Regions from separate parts of the Mus musculus genome. Here region 2 is linked to region 1. Evidence: chromatin contacts called from public promoter capture Hi-C data. All regions are on one chromosome and are shown on one strand. Each heading gives the region's core, a stretch centred on a gene start, on an enhancer-like site or on the middle of the called end of the contact. The rest is flanking DNA. Distances are from core to core; before and after follow the strand shown. Region 1 has its middle 8.3 kb from the start of Gm32746. Region 2 has its middle 18 kb from the start of Gm46767.

What was found. Capture Hi-C pulls out chosen DNA fragments and counts their contacts.
Region 2: a contact with region 1 is called in a promoter capture Hi-C map of adipose tissue. The contact joins two enhancer-like sites. A contact is called at or near these places in 10 of 39 promoter capture datasets (the 3T3-L1 cell line, 3T3-L1-derived adipocytes, the HPC-7 cell line and 5 more) and 1 of 9 other capture datasets (adipose tissue).

The regions. Positions count from the first base shown.
Region 1 is chr2:136,499,993-136,507,747 of GRCm38.p6, forward strand. No RefSeq gene overlaps it. Among named protein-coding and RNA genes, the nearest start is that of Gm32746, 8.3 kb to the right of the region's middle. Within about 2 kb of position 4,544, at least 11 of the 459 cell types and tissues checked have an H3K27ac peak or open chromatin away from gene starts, as enhancers often do. A contact at or near this core is called in adipose tissue, where this site is marked.
Region 2 is chr2:136,847,172-136,854,926 of GRCm38.p6, forward strand. No RefSeq gene overlaps it. Among named protein-coding and RNA genes, the nearest start is that of Gm46767, 18 kb to the left of the region's middle. Within about 2 kb of position 3,385, at least 2 of the 459 cell types and tissues checked have an H3K27ac peak or open chromatin away from gene starts, as enhancers often do. A contact at or near this core is called in adipose tissue, where this site is marked.

The DNA of each region.
Region 1 (7,755 bases), core at 3,294-5,793:
AGTCTTTACCTAGTGTTTACTTCTTACTAGAGAGTATTCCTTGAATTACAACTGTGTAAATTATAGAAATTAATATTATTTAACTCTCTCAACCTCCCCAGTTATGTTTCCAAAGTTGGCTGCATCACTACATTTACATTGTTTAGCTTATAGCCTAAATATTCTGTTCTATCACCATTATAGATTAAGATGCCTTGTTTTGTTTTTAAGTCTCTTATACAACAAGACTTAGACAACCAGTAATAGAGCAGAATAAAAGGGCTCAGTGTGCAAGGATGCTTTCCACCCAGGCTGAAGACCTTAGTTCCATCCCAAGGACACACGTGACAGGAGAGAACCATCTCCCACGAGTCGTTGTCTGACCTCTATATGTGCATCATGGTGTGCAGACTTCCTCTGGACACGTGCACATATAAATGAATGAATGAATATATCTAGATCAGCATCTCAGATAGTCAGAGATCAGACAAGTTTACTGGAAAACCAGGCTGGGTAATTGAAGCATTTGGAAGCAGGCACACATACTCTTACTCTCTGATACTTGAAGAAAGATTCTCCATATTAAGGACAAATGAATTCTCATTTCCCCTGTGCCATGAGTTTTGCTGAATTGCGCTTCACTTCAGTTTGCTTCATTTGGGAATCATGCTTGTTACACAATGCTACATTTCCCTCGGTGTTCCGTTTGCCTTGTTAAGGTGGCCAGCCATTGTATTTTCATGGTATTATGCCTTTAAATCATTCAAACGAGCACATGAGCATGGCTTCCTTCTTACCTCCTGTCTGGAGTAGCCCCCTCTTACTTGCTTTCTGATTTGAATTTATTGCCTCCTATATCTGCAGTGAACTGTGATTCCACAATTTTAATTGTATGGATCGATTGTTCAAGGTCAACTTTTCTTATATTGCAAGGAAGTGAGAATATTTTATTCTTAAGGAATTTGAGGGAAACCAGCACATTCAAGAGAACTAAAACTTTCTGAACCTTTGGATGTATAAAAAAAATGGGTTTATTTTCCTTTTACACTGAATCGGTACTTTTTTTTTAATATATATTTTTTATTATGTATTTTCCTCAATTACATTTCCAATGCTATCCCAAAAGTCCCCCATATCCCCCCCCCACTCCCCTACCCACCCATTCCCACTTTTTGGCCCTAGCGTTCCCCTGTACTGGGGCATATAAAGTTTGCCTGTCCAATGGGCCTCTCTTTCCAGTAATGGCTTACCAGGCCATCTTTTGATACATGTGCAGCTAGAGTCAAGAGCTCCAGGGTACTGGTTAGTTCATAATGTTGTTGCACCTACAGGTTTGCAGATCTCTTTAGCTCCTTGGGTACTTTCTCTAGCTCCTCCATTGGGGGCCCTGTGATCCATCCAATAGCTGACTGTGAGCATCCACTTTGGTGTTTGCTAGGCCCCGACATAGTCTTACAAGAGACAGCTATATCAGGGTCCTTTCAGCAAACGCTTGCTAGTGTATGCAATGGTGTCATCGTTTGGAGGCTAATTATGGGATGGATCCCTGGATATGGCAGTCTCTAGATGGTCCATTCTTTCATCTCAGTTCCAAACTTTGTCTCTGTAACTCCTTCCATGGGTGATTGTTTCCAATTCTAAGAAGGGGCAAAGTGTCCACACTTTGGTCTTCGTTCTTCTTCAGTTTCATAAGAAATATAGAATTTTATACAGAACTCTTGACAATGCATGGTAGCCTAGTGCCATTGCTCAGCAGTCTATGATCCTAGTGAATCAGGGAATAAGATGAACCCTGTGTTTCTCCCCATTATAAGATCAGTGATGAAGCAATGGTCCGGACTTGACTTTTAGCCACTATTTTGTACTAGTTGGGAAATCAAAAGTTTCATCATATTAAGTTTCCCTTGGTATATACTTGGAGAAATCACAAATTCCATTAGCATATTCTGAAATGGCCTTTTTCTGCTCATATTTTTCAAAGACATAATTGCCTAGTGAGTGCTTTGGGACTTTTCAAACACATCCTGTGAACAAGAGGAAATGAAGACATGTTGGTCCAGCTGATCATTTTCTTTGTGGATCTCATTCTTGCGTCAGCTATTGTTGGTACCCTATATGCCGTCTACTTGATAGTAGCCACAGGTACTTTTATCTTAGCTATTTTTTACATTTTCAAAGGAGAAATGGGTAAAAACTATGACCTCAACAAGGACAAAGGCTGGGTACTGGAGTCTAGAAATGCTACAGAGAAAACACTGGGTGGCAATGGAAAGAGAGTCAGTTCTCAGATGCTTGGTGGACGCCTCTCAGCCTTCCGGCCCACGAAGAAAGAGTCCCCCTTCTGAAGAGTGCAGTGGAGAGCCACACGAGAGGACTGCCAGAATGCTGTCAACAACTAGATTTTTTTATTAAGGTGAGGTTGTCAGATGTTCAGCTAATTTCTCCTTGATATGAGGAAAGTAAGTAACATGCATGTTTGGGATGAGAGGAAAATCAGTTTCCTGTTTTAAAAGTTCTGGCTTCTATTTCTCAAAAACAGCCGTGTCAGCCTCTGTGTGTCTTGCAGTAGCTGATTTTAGCTGTAAGCCTCATTTACCAGGAAACAAGTGTTATCATCTATATCAAGTCCTGACCAAGCAGAGAGGGGAAAAAAATAAAATTCCACCTTCTCTAGCAATTTGGATAAAATGTTTGACAGGGGGAAAGCTTAAGGAAGCTGTTGCTTTGACCAGGTATGGAATATTCCCCCTTGATTTCAAGCAGCAAAGAAAACCAATGCACTCAAGTGGATGGTATGTTTTCAGAGTGGCCTTTATGGCATGTGAGTGGACATTAAGTTCTGTTTCTAGCTTTGGTGACTGGAAACAGTGGACACTGTAGAGAAAACATGCCAGTGTGGTGGAATGACACTTCAAGTGCTGACATGACGCTGACTGAGAATTCTATTTTCCTTCCTCCCTCTGACAGCTCTGATTCAATGAAAACAAACAGGTTAATTTTTGTCTCCTGTTCTGTCTGATAAACATCTACCCTAAGTGCCTTGGGTTTGAGTTCTTGTGGGTAAGTTGTTGTATTTTATGTACATACATATAATTTTGGTTGTAAAAGACTCTGATTATTTGAGTCCCTTTGTCAGTCATATTATAACTTCTTAACACCAATTCTTAGCTCTCATATTTCAACCTATTCAGATCTTTTGGACTTCCTCATATCCTAACTTTTCCCAGACATTCTATCCAAAAAACTGAAAAACTCTGTATAACATGTAGGTGAGCAGTTCATATTTTTTTAAAAAAATGGTAAAATCATGGTGTATAAGAAAAACTAACAACTTCATTCTACACTCAGTAAATGTCGAAAACCACAGAAATCAATAAATTCTATCTAGTGTGATATATCACTATCCGATATATCACTATCTAGTGTGCTATAACACTTATCCACACTCTAGTCTAGTCCAATATCATCTCCACAGAATAAAGCTGGTATAATTTGGTTGACTGAGAACAGAATCTGGCCATGAATTTTAAAATTATCCTCATTGCATAGTTTCCACCTTTATACACAGAAGTAGAAGGGGCTGATCTAACTGCAGGGAATAGGTTACACTACTAAACCATGCCTTAAAGTGGTAGCCCTATGTACTGACTGCTTACATGTGCTTTATAACACAGAAATAGTTCTCAAAATTGACTGTCATGCAAGTATCATTCAAGAAGGTTGCAGTCAGTTCTCCTCATTGGAGCTCCACGAATTCATACCATGACATATCTAAGAGGACCAGGGAAATGAGGGATGGCTCACGGGCTTGATTCTGAGAGTAAAGAAGAGGAAATCCCAGGCTTATCTGAGGTTAAGGACTCTAGGAAAGAAGGAGAAAGGAGCTGTGGAGGTGGGAAGATGACTGCAGAAAGGGCAAGAACAGGAGGCCACATGTGAGCTCTGAGAGTAGTAAAACTGAAAGGAACCAAGGAAAGAGTTAAATTGGATTGGAGGAATTTCTGGGCACCTAAAAAGAGTCAATTGTCATTTTGTCTGTTGTCATTCAGGGCTAATGACTATGGCTGCAACCCAGTAAAGGCTCCTTGTGTGACCTTTGGCATTTGCTCATGATGGAAAGGATAAAGTTGATGGAAACAACGTAATAAGAAATGACATCAAAATTGGTCCTGTTGACTCTGTTGAGGCTGGCTTTCAAGCCCTCTGCCTTTCTGTTTTACATCCCTCCTCAGACTCCCAGAGCCTATCTTTGGGTCTACTTCATTCCAGATCTTTCTGAAACCAGAGAACTAACTACCCTTTAGTCTCTATATGGATTTCAAAAACAAATACTAAATTCAGTTAGGTGAGGATTCATTTCTGAGACTTTTTAATGTATCAGTGATTCATCTAGGGGTTCTCTGCAAACCTCCACCCTTTTGACTTAAAGGAACACAGTCAGTTGTCTAATATGCTTCTCATCCAGCAAAGAAATATTTTCTGCAGGAGTCCTGAGAAGGAATTGCCTAGTTTCTCCAGGGACATTTGGATGAGAGTCTGTTTCTCACAGGGCAGCCTGTTCTCTGTAAGTTCTTTGTAATATCCAGTGGAAATCCGAGTTCCAACACTCTTGGGTCTTAGCCCCATTTCTGTTCTGTTAAGCAATCCAAAAACAAATTGCTGCACCGGAATCCCAGATTCTGAGAAGAAAATAGCATTTCTTCTTATGGATTTTCCTCTTAGTGCTCAAAGCAGTGAACAAGCTGCTAAGACTCACTAAACTAAGCAGTATAGGCCAAACAAAGACCTCTTGTGCTTTGGCTTCAAAGCACTCCTACTGTGTTTCCACAAAGGCCCTATAACCACATCAAGGTGCAATACTTAGGAGAGTCAAACTAAGCAAACAAGATGCACTTATTTTTTTTCCTTCAAAAATTACAGGGTGAGTTTCAATATACTTCCAATTTGACAGTTCTGCTTTTATCTGTTTTTAATATCTTGTGTTCTGAATGAAAAAATTAATTCAGGCTATCCAATTGATTTACATTGCAAATTATCTTTTATGTCTTACAAGACAGATTTTGTTAAAAGCAAATGAATGGCTTTGGCAATGATTTCTTGGAGAGGATACTAAAAGCATAGGCTAAAAATGTAAAAAATATAATATAGACTACCTTAAATTAAAAGCTTCTGTGCATCAAAAGACATAATTAAGACTGAGAAGGCAACCCACATAATGAGGAAGAACATTTTTCAATTGTCTATCTGACAATATTTCATCTCCAAAATGCATAAAACCTTAATTAACAACAACCCTACTTAATGTGACAAAGGTTTTAATAAACATTTCCCCCAAAAGAACGTGCCATGTATGCCAATGTATACATGAAATGGTGTTCCATATTATTAATCATTATGGAAATGCAAATCTAAGCCATAATGAGATATTGCCCCATAATAATAAGAAACACCACAATTTAAAATGATAAAAATAAAAGATGTTAATAAGTACTTAGAAAGAATAGAACACAGGTACTTTTGGTGGGAGTGTAGACTGATGTGGCCCGTGTGATCCCTCAAAATATCAAAATAATTATCATGTGATCCAGCAGCCTCAACTCTGCACACTAAAAATAATTCTAAAGCAAGGTTTTAAAGAATTTTCTCACCCATGTTCATAACTCACAATAGCCAATTGGTAGCAGTAATTCACGCGTGTATAGACAGCTGAATGTGCAGATAAAATATAACGTATACATTCAATGGAATACTGTTCAACCTTAAAAACAAACCCTGTGCATACTAAAATATCAATAAATTTTGAGGACATTAATGAAATCTCACTAAAGAAAATAAACTCCAGTCATAACAAGACAAATTATTTTATGTGATCCCACTTATAGAAAGTCTCGAAAGTTGTCAGATCCATAGAGAGTGGAATGTTGGTTGCCTGGGACTTGGCAAAGGCACATGTCTCTAGTTTTGAATGCCACAAAGAGGTCTGGAGAGTCAGAGTAGTAGCACAGTAGAGCCACTATGGTTAAAGTTACTGTGTGATGCTCTAGAGCATGGAACTTTATGTCCTCTGACTTTACATAATTAAGAATCATATTGAAAGGAAGTAGATGAATTACAACCCTGTCACAATTTTCTTTTGTTTCTGAGATAACATAGAGGATAATACATGAATCAAAAGCCTCTTAATTTTTGTATGACTACAAAAGCTAGAGAAAATATTATTTAGCTTTTAAAATTTGGCTATAGCATTATGTCCAATCACGTCTCAGTCAGGACCAAGAACATTTAAGAGACAATTATTCTGTCTGCGGTAAAAACCTGCTATGCCAGATTTGGAAAACATGCCCAAGTGGTGGTACCGTGTAGGCAGGTTTGTTACACTGTGGTATGTCAGCTTATTTTGGCACTGGTAAGCATAAGGTGTCTCCATTGACTCTTGGCTTCTGATGACAAACAATTCATTACTAATAAGTCCCACAATGAAAATCCTGAAAATACACACTAAAGGGTCTTCAGTGAGCTGAAAACAATTCATAACTCAATGCAATGCACAACTGCTAGATTTGCTCTACCAGTCTGAGTCAACACTTCACTTACTATTTCAATGCAATTGATTCTTCAGGAAGCATTCAACTACTTTACAGAAAACACAACCATGGCATGAGTGTTTTACCTGAAGGCACCTGTTAAAAGACACTAGAATGAAGACTACTGCAACAAAAATTTTCACAGAATATTCTTCTTCAGATAGTTGATAACTTGTGTTATCTTGAAAATATATAATAACTTATACCATGTATATGTATATGTATATGTATATGTATATGTATACACTCACTACTAATTCTAAATGTCAACTCAAGTGGACTTGAAAATTACATGAGATTAGTCAGCCACATATCTGAGAATGTCTGTGTGGGCCTTTTCAGAGATTGTCACATAATGAAGGATCGCCTTGACTTCATGTATGGTTTAATCCATTGATGTATTCAAGATTCAAATCCCTACTTAGAGGAAATAGGTCAGGAAGAGGTGTCCTTGGTTGTGATGCTTTGTCCTTGGCCTTTGCGTTCCACTCTGCTGTGCACCATGGTCTAAGTTTCCCTGCCATGGCCCCACCACCTTAAGAAACCCTCTGTAACAGTGAGCAGAAGAGAGCTTTCCTTCCTTAAGCTGTTCTTGTTGGTGATTTGATCCAGTAATGATAAAACTAAGAAATAATCATACTCACCAAGATTTGAATTCATATTTCTGTTTTAGCCTGAATCCATTGAGGTAAATTTTCAACTTTGACTTCTTCACATCACCATATAAATTCTCCATATGACCATATGCATGCTCACATTCTTATCTCGAAATGTGCCTCTGCATTTATCAGGCTCTGTATTTGTCAGGCTCTGGCAGAAGCTCTCAGGAGACAACTATATCAGGCTTACTCCTCTGTGTGTAGCCTTTTAAAGTACAAGTACATTCCCATATTGCTTTACATTCTCCTGGCCAAAGTAAGTCTCAACATAGTGAAAGATCCATTGGGTAAAGAAGCACCCTCCAACTATAAGAGTCAAAATGAAGGCGCTATTTGCTGAGTAATGTTTTGTATAAGTATGATTAATAGGAAAATCAGACTTAATAATCAGTAGATTATATCTAAAAGTCTACTCAATATTATTAACTTGCTTTCATTCATGGGAAATAAACATAATACAATTACATTTAACACTGCTAGAGTGAATATTAGTACAGAATTTGAAATCTACCTACTCAAGGCTTTGAGATTTT
Region 2 (7,755 bases), core at 2,135-4,634, 350 kb after region 1:
AAGGTACACACAATATGACAAGCAGTCTCCTCTTGGCTGCCTGTGGATCAAGATGTAGAACTCTCAGCTTCTTCTCCAACCTCATGTCTGCCTGGATGCTGTCATGCTTCCCACCATGATGATAATGGACAAAACCTCTGAAACTGTAAGCCAGTCCCAATTTAATGTTGTCCTTTATAAGAGTTGCAGTGGTCATGATGTCTCTTCACAGCAATAAAACCCAAACGAAGACAATTAGCTACTCATCCACTAAGATCTTTTATTGACTTTGGTAACATCCAACAAGCTATCCAGGAGTACAGGACTTAAGTACACCTGGATCCAGACCTTAACTTACCATCTTTAAAGGTCAGATAAGGAGAACAAGTGTTGATAATAACCTGGGCGAGGGTGGGGGGTGGGGGTGGGGCATGTGACTCAGCAGTTAAGAACACTTGTTGCTCTTCTACAGGACTCAAGTTCAGTTCTCAGGACCCACATGGTGGCTCACAATTGCCTTAAGCCCTGGTTTAGGCAATATATTTCCACTTCGGGACTCTGCAAGTACCAGATATGTTCATGGTATGCATACATACAATCAGGTGAACACTCATACACATAAAATAAAAAATTAAATAAACTTAAAAAAAAACTGGAAGGAAAGCTTCCTAGTGAAAATTTAATACCTACATAGAAGGGATATTACACTGTTTGACATTGTTCTTGGGGAGACATGACCAAATCCCAGATACAGAACTAACAAGAAACCAGACTAATGATAGCAGCAAGTCAAATTTGGTGAACCAATGAGTTTATTGGAGTTACTTACAGGAGCATGGATAAGAGGTTAATTGGAAGAACATGGTTGATGCATAGGCAGCTACATCAACAAAACCCATCCTAGCAAGAATGAAGACACATGGAAACTGGGATCCCAAAGCTCTCTGTACAATATGTAGTCAGGTCAAAATATAGGCTGGAAGTCCTCTGTTCTTTACTTTAAAAAAATATCTATCTATCTATCTATCTATCTATCTATCTATCTATCTATTTATTATATCTAAGTACATTGTAGCTGTCTTCAGACACACCAGAAGAGGGCATCAGATCTCATTACGGATGGTTGTGAGCCTCTTTTCCTCAGCAAGTCTTAGTACTTATATTACCATGGGAAGAAAGAGATCGTTCAAATTTGGGAAGTTTCAGGGACTTCTTGATATAAGTGGGTTGTTTAGTTTCTGAATCTGAATCAGTCTTCTGCAGAATGGAGTGTTTCAATGCAGTGGAAATTGCTGTACAACCACTGGACACTGCACTACAGCCTTAACTGTTACAAGGATGGATAGATGTGTGTGCATCTCTTGGTGAAGCCTGTCACTCTAGGGGCTCCTATGTCTGAAAAGTCCAGGATAGAAAAAAATGTACTATGAAGCAGTGGAAACTCCAAAATTCCTCTTCTGAAAATATGCAGCCAAGCAGATAAGTACTGATTGATCAGATGCTTAAAGACAGATACTATTCTGATTCTAGGTCATAGATTTTTCTGGAAATAATCCTTCTTATATTGGAAAAGAGCATAACTACTTCCTTGGTGGAATCATTCTTATACATGCAGGAGCTAACATTAGTTGAACTTTTGTCCTGCTTTTCAACAGTATAAATCCTTTAAGAAAAACTTTCCTTTGACTCTTTTTATTACTTTACACATTATTTCTATTCACTCTCATGTTCCAATTCCCTAAAAACCTCATAGCTTTTGGCCTAGTCAATCAAAGTTTTTCCCCTTTAAATCTCACCCATCCTTGCTGTCTATGTGTTGACACTTGAGACTGAGGTTATCCACAACCACCACCGGTTCTGGAGTGGTCTTCAGGAAACACCTACTTAAAAGCAAACATGCTAGACTTACAGGAGTCTAGCATGGCTATCCTCTGAGAGGCTCCACACAGCAGCTGACTCATGGACCTTGGGGACTTTTATGTAAGAGCAGGAGATGGGATTATGGCTTCTAAGGAGATAGGAACTCCACAGGAACACCAATAGAGTCAACTAACGTGAACTCTTGGGGATCTCAAACCATCAATCAAAGAACATACATTGGCTAGACCTAGGCCTCCCCCAAAATATGTAGCAGATATGCAGCTTGGTCTTCATGTGGGTCCTGAACAACTGGAGCTGGGGCTATCCCAAAAGCACTTGCCTGTCTGTGGGATATGTTCTTCTAGTTGTGCTGTCTTGTCTGGCCTCAATGGGAGAGGATGTGCCTAACCTTGCAGAGACTTAATGTGCAAAGGAGGGGGGATACCCAAGAGAACCCCACTTGCTCAGAGAACAAAAGGGGGATTGGAGAAGGTTTGTGGGAGGGGCTTAGTAAACTGGATGTCAAGTGAATAAGTAAACAAACAAACCAAAACACAAAAAATAAATATAAATTTTTAATAAGCAAACATGTAGGAACAGTCTTTCCAATCCTGTTCTGAATGGATAGCTATTGGTTCTGTAATAAGACTTTATGTATATGTGTATACATAAAGAAAGAACGGAGCACTAGCCCATGAATGGGAAACTCATGCTTATTTTTGCCCAGATAGTTTTCTGTTAAAAAGTACAAAGCTACTTATTTATTAAGGGATGACTAACCTTAAAGCTATCCATAACAATCCTATTCAAAATGACCTCTATTCTCTGCTGCTTTTCATAGCTGCCTTCTCTAACTAATCTTATGAATGGTCTAGTTCACTCTCGCTGATCCCTAACCTACAAAAACCCACGGAGGAAAATTTCTTTCTCCTTCCTAGCTACAGTTTGTTAGCTCCTATGGGATCCACAAAAATCCTAACAGAGACATTTTGTGTTTACAAAGACTAAGTAACAAACCCAGCTAACAAACTAAAAGATGTATCCCATCTAGAGAGACTGATTTAGATGTTCAGAGATAAACTCTGCAAGGTAAGCCTTGGGATTACAAACCTGTCATCTACTCAGATCCAGACATGAGATCTTATCAGAACACATGGTTTTACACAGACCTCAGATTTTCTTATCTGAAAGTAAAACTAGCACATTCTCAAGGACCATGTTGGATTCGTGGATGAAAGGCCTGCCTAATAGTACCTACTTTCTGGAGATCTTTTGGATATGTGATGTCAGACCTCAACACTGTCAGGGAAAATGCTTTTCATTGTTTTTCCTATATAAAACAATGTCTGCCTTTGCAAGTAAGCATCTTCTTTGATGTGCCACTTGGTAGAGCCTCGAGTAGATTACTTGGGGCTGGTAGTCTTGCCTGGGAGCAAGCTGACTGAAAATCCAACAACAGCTACCAATAGCGACAGCTAAGGCTGTTAGGGAAACAGCACAGGGCCTTGCCCAACTCTGAGATAAATTATGTCATTTCAATCGAACTGGCCAAAGCAATTCTATTACAAAATGGTTCTTCAAAACAGGGCCTTAAACATTTATTATGAGGCAAGGGAGAGCCTGGATGTCATTTAAAGAAGAACATTGTTTCTATGTTGTAATGGGAATAGTCCAACACAATGTCCAAAATGTCCTCATGGAGCTAATAGGACAAAATGTCTTATGTAACTCCTTCTGGTCTCTATGCTAGAAGAAAACATGGAACTTACTTAGTAATTTTTTTTCTCCATTTATACCTATTCTATTCTCAATTTTTCTTGACTTCATCTTCTTTTATGTGAGAAAGCACATACAGTTCACCCCCCCTCCCCTTCCCCAAAGGACTCAGCCACTCAAAATGGATTTGCCAAAAGCTTCAGGTCAATTACACAAAGATACCCAGAGATCTGGAGGACTCAACTGGATCAACCAAATCAGCTGTCTGATCAGCTCAGCATCCCCACCACGGCACCCCCTGTCTCCCCCACGCCTCCTAGCAAGGCAATTTCAAAGGCATGGATCCACCAGAATAGTTTTTGAAAAGCTACTTGCTTGTAAGAAATCCAACTGAAGCCAGCATTTTGCACAAGGGCAGAGAGGGCAAGCTGGTCCTTGAAACAACCTGTTAGGCACAATGGGGCATATATACACTTAAAATTATGGGATGAATGACTTGCATGCATGTAAATTCCCCAGAGTGATAACAGCCCAAATGTTAATCAAGGGTCTCAGCATCTTCCCTGTCTAAACTCATATGAAAGAAGCTCCAAAAGAAAAGGTGCCCTGGAGGCATCTTGCCCAGCATCATTTTCTTTTACAGTGTGTCCACCTTCTCCTGTTTGTGTCTCTTCTAGATAAACTTTCTCACTATCACGTTTGCTAATATTTTCTCAATTCTTTGATAAAATCACTTAGAACCTATAACTCTAGCTGTCCACGAGAGCTCTACAATACCACTCTTCCTTTGCTTCTTTTTTGCTGTCATATATTTATGGAAGTCAGAGGACAATGTGTAGAAAATTGGTCCACACCTTTTGCAGTGTGGGATTCAGGAAAACTCAAGTTATCAGGCTTGGCAGCAAGTGCCTGTAATGGCTAAGTCATCTCACTGGTCCCTGTTGTTGCTCTTTTTAAAGTCTGGTGTTTCTGCTCATAATGGGTGTTATGTGTCTTTAGACAAAAGGTTAAGATGGCAAAGAAGGCTGCATTAGTTAGGGTCTCTATTGCTGTAATAAAACACCATGACCAAAATTGACTTAGAAAGGAAAGGATTTATTTGGTCTACATGTCATGACCATAATCTATCATTTGAGGGCAGGAACTCAAGGCAGGTCAGGACCTAAGAGGCAGGAACTGAAATATTAACCATGGAGACTTGCTGTTTACTGGCTTGTTCTTCCTGACTTGCTCAGCCTGCTGTCTTACACTAGCCAGTGCCACCTGCTTAGGGGTAGCCCCTCCCAGAATGGTCTGGGCCCTCCCATACCAATCATTAGTCATTACTCAATAAAATGCACTACGGGCTTACTTAGAGGACAATCTTATGATATGGGGTCATTTAATTAATTGCGATTCCCTTTTCCCAGGTGACTCTATCCTATGTCAAGTTGACAAAAAAACTAGCCAGTTCAGAAGCAGAAATAGCATGAAGACAGATGTAAAAGCTTTTCATCTTATTCCTGTCTGCCTATTAGACATCTATAGGCAGACTCAAGAGGGAAATTTCTTCAGAAAACCCATCCTCCAGGGCCTTGAAAATGAATCTAGGCAACTGTGATCAAAGCCCACACAGCAGAGAGTGAGTTTATTATAACAAAGCAAGCAGGAATTAACAATGCACGTGTCAACTGTGCAGCCTCAAAAATTACTCATTTTTAATGTGGAGCTAGAGAGCTTATTCAGGTTTTTCTTGGTAAGACACCCTCTTCTGCTTGGCCCATTGGAACGCTCATCATATTTTATGAAACGAAATGCTTTCTAGCTCTAGAATTGAAAAGAAGTTCAGTTAAGATCCTTAAATAAAATTGTTGCAATTTTTTCCCTTTGATATAGTGCACAATGTTTAAGTGGCATTTCACCCAGCAGAGAAAAGTAATAATAATAAAAAAAAACCCAGCTGAACTTCAACTTAGACAACTGTAGAATGAGCTCACATATATAATGTTAAGGAAAGACGCATAACCAAAGAGTGAAACTAAAGACAAATAAATAGTTTACCCATGGTTTTCATTTAAGATGGTAGCCACTCTTGGGGTGGTCATACAAAAGGCTTCCAAGGTGCTGGCTAGGTTCTGTTCCTTCATCTAGGCTTACAGAATATGTAACATTTGTGATAAGTCGTGAAAATAGAAAAAAATAAAAACAGGAAACGTTTCTTTCTTTACCTTCTCTGCCAAGTGGCTACATAGTCCAGCTCCTAGGACTCCTCTTCCTCCTGCCTTAGCCTCCTGTACTAGAACTGCTGGTACAGGTCACCACTGGGCTTGGCCTTCTAAATTCTCACTACAATTCTGACAGTAAATTTTCAGATTTCACATATCAGCAAGCCTTCATTTCTTTATACACATCCACTGAATATCCAACTGTGCAACTGTGACTCTATACAGAGTCAACACAGACCCCACAGGATCAGATATAAGGTCCCCAAGACTACCTCTCACTTAAGTCCAGCTTGATACCTGCACTTCTGAACCAACTGGCTATAGTTGAGAGGTTCCCACAATCCCTTCTTCAGAATCTCTGTTGTTAAAATGGTGTTCATGGCCCAGGAAACATAGGCTTCTTAATTTATTGTGAATGATATTGCTCATGATCCATAGAAGCAGGTGGGTGAAGAGCAAGGTGCAGGTTGAGTATGGAGTTTCCATTCCCTTCTGGGCATGCCAACTCCCAGGGCATCCATGCATTTCCCAACTCAGAAACTTTGAACCGCATCATTTAGGATTTTTATGAAGTTTCTGTTATGTTGGAAAGATTAGTTAAATCATCAGGAACTCCTTGGAGGTCTCAAAGTGGAGCTGAAAGTTGTGCCTAATCACAAGGTTGGTTCCTTAGGCACCGCCCCCCTCCCCACTGAACCCCAACCATGCAGGGGCTCCCAGACATCAGTCATCCCTTGAGCAGGCAAATAGAAATGCTTCCTTATTCCAAAGATTTCAAAAGACTTAGAAACTCTTGTATTAGGAACCTGGGAATAAAACCAAATCCTATAACAAAAGATTCTCTTTTCAGCCTCCTCCTACCCCCCAGCCCTTTCCTTTTACTAGGAAATGACAAAAGCGTTAGAAGCCAATTCTTGAACATCAGGCAGTGACCGAATATGTATTTCTTACAATGTCAGTCATTTATCAGTTCTTTTGTGGTACATGTACGTCTGTGTCTGCATGATATATATAGATAAAATTTACCTAATTATCATAATGTAGATAAGTTTACATGGTAAAGAATGTTTGCCATTTCATTATTTTTTTATTTAAAATTTATTTTACCCTATTCTATGTATTGTGTGCAAGTATCTGTGTGTAGTGTGTGTGTGTGTGTGTGTGTGTGTGTGCATGCACACATATGTTAATGGACACATGACAAGACATACATATGGAGAACTGAAGACAACCAATCTGTGGGAGTTATTTTTTCCTTCCATCCCGGGGTTCTGACAATCCATGTCTGGCCATCAGGCTTGGATGACAAGCATTTGCTTTCCCCCAATAAACTAGCTCACCTGCCCCCCACTTAAAAATTGCAGGCCATGCAATTTTTAAGAGTGACTAGATTTCCGAAGGGGTTTATGTTTCTATTCAGCTAAAATATCTGAAGAAGAAGTGACTTGCTTTTGAATATTTAACCTGGCTTTGATCTATCATATCACAGCTTCTATTCAATATTTAAAGGCTAATGCCAAAAGAAAAATTCTCAGGAATAGGTGGAGAAAAAAGCTGCATGTGTTTCTTATAAAAAGGGTTACTGCCTCCTGGCTCCCACCTTCTTTTCACGAAGCTGAAGCTCTTGTGATCCTTGAGCAAAAGGCCAGCTAAATAATCAGCAGACTCAAGAGATTCCTTCCTTTCCTTTGAAAGAAAAGCAGTCAGGACACAGAAGGACCCATGTTTCGGGATGCATAATGAAAAGAGCTCAGGCCATGTCAGGGGGTTGCTAAGAGGCTAGGAGAACAATAGGTCTATCTGAGGGTTGTCCAAAGCCTCCTGAACCACCCATGGTTCATTCATCCATGCAGATGCACTACTATAATGGGAAAAATAAAAAGGAGCCAGCTGTGAGCTACTTGGGGGGTGGGAGGTGGGGAAGAATCAGCCATGAAAATAATTAGCTCACACACAAGATGCCATTTCTGTGTGCTCCCAAAGCTCTTTATTAGCT